2 separate regions of the Oncorhynchus kisutch genome follow, and region 2 is linked to region 1. The links are chromatin contacts, called in public Hi-C maps. All regions are on one chromosome and are shown on one strand. Each heading gives the region's core, a stretch centred on a gene start, on an enhancer-like site or on the middle of the called end of the contact. The rest is flanking DNA. Distances are from core to core; before and after follow the strand shown. Region 1 holds the start of LOC109889645 (cytochrome c oxidase subunit 8B, mitochondrial-like). Region 2 holds the start of LOC109889647 (periphilin-1).

Region 1 (2,743 bases), core at 152-2,651:
TTAGGCATTAGGATGAATTCCGACGGAATTAATTGCACTCGCTACTGTAAATTGCTCTGGATAAGAGTGTCTGCTAAATGACAAACATTTTAATGTACAAATGAATGTTTGTATACAGGCAGTCCGTTCAGCACTCCTCAAGGTCCCGTTCTATTGTGTTTTATCAACACACAGCCCAGTGATACGTGGCCACTACCAGATATTATCACGTTTAGAAACGATGAAGAGTAACAAGCCATTTTCAAGATAAGGTGATGGTGATTTCTTTTTTTGTTTTGTTGTGGAGCTGAAAAAGTTTAATGTGACAACAAGCACCACAGCATCATCTGCTGGATATAATGGTAACCTGAAGGACAGCAGAAAATACAGTGTATGGTTCACAGTGGCCACAATCACCTGACTTTAAAGGAGAAGTTTGCTTTTTTTTACAACCAAATCAACAACAAAGAATCAGTAAGTGGCATGTTATAGAAGGGTTCACACAAGTTTTTATTTGCGATTTCACTTGTTTTTGAGAAACGTATTCCAATCAGCGATTCATTTTCTCATCCTTGTTGTGCAGTACCGGGCTCTGACAAAAAATTAACAAATGCTCCAAAAAAAAACACCCCGAATACGTCCTTTTAGAAACGGAAACGCTTTCTCGGTATAGTGATGCAGGTTTTTAGATGTTGTACACCTGAAATTGTGTCATTCCGAACATGATCCACAACATTATATTCAATTTTGTGCGACTCAAGCTGTTTCCCCTATTCAGCTGTTCAATTCTCTGTCCAGCCTGCTGCTATAATGGATGGAGAGGTATCGCTCGAGTCGCAACAAACTGGAATATAATATCATGTCATGACACAAATTCATGTGTACAACGTCTAAAGACCTGCATCACTATACTGAGAGCTTTTCCGTTTCTAAAAGGACGTATTTAGGTGTTTTTTGGAGGCTTTGTTCGTGGTATTTTTTAGATCCCCGTACTGCACATCGAGGATGAGGAAATTAATCGCTGGTTGGGATAAATTGATCAAAAACAAGTCCCTTCTATAACATTGAAAAAAATAGAGATAAAAATCTCATCGCAGTCCTGTGCTGTGTAGAATAACTATGTGGCCCTACGTGATCCGTTATAATTACGGCTAATATAGCTGCAGTTTCATGCACCAGACTTCTGTGTGCAATGGTCTGGGGACAAGTTCAGTAGGCTACAGCATGACAGCCCTATAAAATGCCTCAATAACATTACACTATACAGCAGGGTCAGTCATACACATGACACACACACACAAGTTTTTATTTGTTTCATTGCAACAATAATAGCAATAGTTCCACATACTTTACCCGAAGTTCCGAACATACCCTGTTTGAAGATTACGCATATAAACCAGTTTAATTCTGTGAGGGGGGACACAGTTGTTTTTGCGTTCATTTGCCTCGCATTGCAGTAGAAGTTCCGGCAGGGGTAACATGAGTACAGCCTATCAACTGGTCCCAGCCAGCCTGTCTGTGGAGCCGAGCCTTAAACGCAGTTGATCTGACCAATTAAATACCCGGAGGCTGTTTCAGCAGGAGGGGTCTTCAAATACGTCGACTCTTTTTTTTGTTATGACCTTATGTTACACTTGGCAGGTGGACAACACAAATCAACGGCTACTTCTGGGACATTGAATACATTTTCCTGGGCACAAGACAGAAAGAGTCACCACGACTATTGGTTTGGAAAACAAAATACACGAAAGAGGAATCATGTCGGGGATCAGAGGTTCTGTCAATTTGCTAAGGGTCGCAGTGAGGTCGCAGATCGTCTCCAAAGCCACCCTGTCGCACAAGCCTGCGAAGCACCACTTATCCGTGGGGGTAAGTCGGCTACATGCGGAAGGTTGCTGCGCACTTTCCCTTTCATGAGTTCGCCCTTTCGTTACGAATCCGTGTTATTTATTTCGATTTCAGACTTTGGTTTGCCTTGTGAGGCTATATCAACGTCAGCTGGCTTAATGGGGCAAGTGCGCAAAACGACATTATCACTGTAAATCCATTCACGTAGGCTAGTAGCCTGTTGCACGCGTGACTATTTCAAGTTCTTAATTTTATAGATGTGTTTGGCATCGATAACTATACTGCTCACCCCCCCCCCCCTTCCGCGCCTTGTGGTCTAGCTCATGTGCATGGAGCCCACTTGAGATTGTGCCAATAGTGTGACCTTGTAAAACTTTACCAGATCGTGCCCAGTTCGATTTAAAACTAGCTCAGCAAGGACTTTGTGAAGGAAACTGAAACAGAAATGGCTCACCACTGTCACTGGACTGTATCCTGTATTTTGCTAGAATAATGCAATTCTAATTTAAATGAATCCGCCAATTGCTTTAATATGCCAATAGTTTTTTGTTGTTGTATAAGAGTGCAAAGGCGTGCATGTGCAATGAAACCAATGCCTTTCTTAGCCTGACAGCTGTTATTAATGTCTCTTGAGACTGAATGGCCAGGGAACACAATATGTGGTTATGTTTTCCAAGATGAAATTGTTACAGGTCTTAACATGTGTCATGTGTTGTTTTCATCCAGGAGCAAGCCATTGCTATGACGGCCTTTTTCATCACCATCCTGGGGCCCTCTGGTTATGTCCTGGCTCACCTGGAGGACTACAAGCACCACTCCTAAGTGGACCTGTCCTGGCTGGCCCCCAGGCAACCTCACCTGTGGATTACTCCCGATGACATCTCCTGAAGTCTCCTAAAACCCCTTTTTATGAATG
Region 2 (2,743 bases), core at 170-2,669, 200 kb before region 1:
TTTTTGACGGTACCAAAGATGTTTATAACTAACCCAAGACAGTTCATCTGTGTCGTTTACAGTGGGAGCAAATAAAGCATACTGGGCAGAACAAGCAAGGAGGTGGGTAAAGCCAAGCACAAGCTAGCGAGGTCCTTTTTGGGCTTTTTAGCATGTATTTGCATATTTCCGTTAGGGAACGCCACCTCTGTGAAGTATCTGTGTGGACAAACTCAATTCGACCTTCTAGTCTTTCTAAACAACGCAATTTTATAAAACGGTGTAGAATGCCTCTCCCATTGGACTTCCTCTCACTACCACATAGTCCCTGTGATGTATCTGGGTTAAAGCCCTTCTGTCTGTTAACCTGCTTTTGACCGCACACGCCTGGCTGAGGCTCTCTGACTCTATCCAATCACCACACTCAATGCTGTTGACCAATGACTAAATGGGGTTTCGGCTAACTCGTTTCGGGGGAAAAGACGAATTCTGGAACGAATGGCGGTTTGAGTTTTGAAGTTGAGTCTTTGCCCGGCAAAGGATATATAAGTTATCATGTACGAGCTTTTGTGCCGAATACATTGCAGTTGTCAAGCTTATGGGCATGTGGCAGCAGTGTGTAGGAGGCAATCTGCTAGGTGTGAGAAGTGTGCAGAAGATATTGATATGCCATGCATGAGACAAAGGAATGTGTAGCGGTATGTGTTAATTGTAGGGGTGCCCATGGGGCTGGGGATCACAAATGTTCAGTGCGAGAGGCAGGTTCAGGTTTCCAGGGTTAGAGTAGTGCAGAAGTTGTCAAATGCTGAGGCAATGAAGAATGTAGAGGGAGATGGGAGGGATCCTGCAAAGATTTCTACCAGTACAGAAGGATAAACCAACAAGTGATTAAAAAAAAAAACTTTATTTAACTAGTCAGTTAAGAACAAATTATTATGTACAATGACAGCCTACCAGGGAACAGTGGGTTAACGGCCTTGTTCATGGGCAGAACGACAGATTTTTACCTTGTCAGCTCAGGGATTCGATCCAGCAACTTTTCAGTTACTGGCCCAAGGCTCTACCTGCCACCCCAATATATGTTTCAGTCAGATTGGATTTTTAGCTTTAATAGCAATGGTTAGAGTCTCTGAAAATTGAGGTTGTGGTGGCAGCTGCAGAGGTATTTGGTTGTGCGAGACGAAGAGTGTGTTAAGTGGTGGTATCCCATCCTTTAAGGCTGTTGGCCCGAAGTAGGCAAAAAATATTTTGAAATTGTGGAGTATGATGTTTATTTATTTATTATTAAAAATAAAATAAAAATGTGAGTATAGTGTTAGATGGTAGGTTATTTTATTATTATATATATTTTTATTCAAGCTAAGTATAAGAGTGTTAAACTTTGGACACCAACCGCCGCCGAAGACAAAAAGGTCGAAGAAGAAGATAGGCGGCGGTAAACTCCGCGTAACATACTGCACTCCGCCAATCAAACACCGACGAGGAAGAGGTTGAATTTTACTCGTGGTGTTTGTTGTCAAATGTTGCACATGCAGAAAGGGTTGGAACTGTATAAAAAAAATCAACCACTTTATCGCAAAAAGTGCAAAACTACCTTTTAATACACAGAGCACGTTCAGCTGGTAAGTTCGTTTTTCCTAGCAACAACAGCTTCAGTGTACGCTAGCTAGCATTGGCCAGCATCTCTTTGCAAGCTAGCTAGGCTAACTTCAGTATCTATCCAATTGTTTGTACATTACTAGCTAGAGACACTATCATTGCAATTGACTTGGGATGTTCATATAGAAACATTATTAATCGTCAGGGTCGTATTCATTACACAGACTCTGTTGCGAAACGTTTCTTAAACGGAATCAAACGTAATTAAACGGAGGGCCCTAGCTGCCTGAATTCTGTCGTTAGAAATTGTGGTCCGTAATTATTAACGTTACACCCCATCGGTAATTCAGGTAGGTCCTTCTGTTTAAGAGACGTCGGTAATGAATATGCCCCAGTTGATTTTGTTTTACATGTGCAATTTTTCGTTCTGTGTCTTGTATCCTAGTTTTTGAATATCAACCACATTTGTGTCAATACACTCTATAGACAACTCAATAATTCCTAAATATTCATCAATATTTGCAGGTTTTACATTCTCCAAGTCCCACATCGAGGAGCCCTTCAGCAACTTGGAGTAAGTTAGCTACAGCTCTTCCACACTCCACTACAGTAACTGAAAAATCTGTGTGCACAATATGAAGGGACAGTCATACTGTAACCCTGATGCCTAGCTCAGATACTTTCATAGTTTGTCAGAGTATAAACGTTACTTAAGTCTCCCTAGTGCACACACTACACTGCCTGTACACACTGCACAAAGTTACTATCTAATGAGGCATTCATGTGCTTGTGGGAAACTGGGTATTCCGACATGATTGTGTTTAGTTGCTTTTGAAGTCGGACCAATTCTTCAACCAATAGGATTTTAGCTAGCTTGATCTCAGTGCAAACTCGGTCTCCAATTTAACAGTTCACAGGTGAAACGTCAAGGATTTAGTTGCCGACCTTAGGATTACAGCTTCTTGTCACACAAGTAGGGCTGTCGTGGTGACCGTATTACCGTATTCATGATCAAACATTGAATAAGTGAATCTTTTAAAGTTTTTTTTTTAATGAGAGATACAAATCTAACGAGAAATTTGAACAAACCTTACAGTTGAGCAAAGTATTTAAACAAATGATGCATGCATTCAAGTATGGGAAAAAAATCCCTCCTTGCCATTAC

What was found. A called contact is a pair of places that touch in the nucleus more often than the background predicts.
Region 2: a contact with region 1 is called in a Hi-C map of muscle, with 10 times the contacts expected there. The contact joins the promoter of LOC109889647 here to the promoter of LOC109889645 in region 1. A contact is called at or near these places in 2 of 2 Hi-C or Micro-C datasets (liver and muscle).

What each region holds. Positions count from the first base shown.
Region 1 is chrLG4:50,541,023-50,543,765 of Okis_V2, reverse strand. LOC109889645 (cytochrome c oxidase subunit 8B, mitochondrial-like) reads left to right here and starts at 1,401. Exons shown (of 2, transcript XM_020481226.2): 1 at 1,401-1,848; 2 at 2,554-2,743. The coding sequence starts at 1,738. The coding sequence ends at 2,649.
Region 2 is chrLG4:50,739,757-50,742,499 of Okis_V2, reverse strand. LOC109889647 (periphilin-1) reads left to right here and starts at 1,419. Exons shown (of 10, transcript XM_020481231.2): 1 at 1,419-1,601; 2 at 2,104-2,152. The coding sequence starts at 2,152.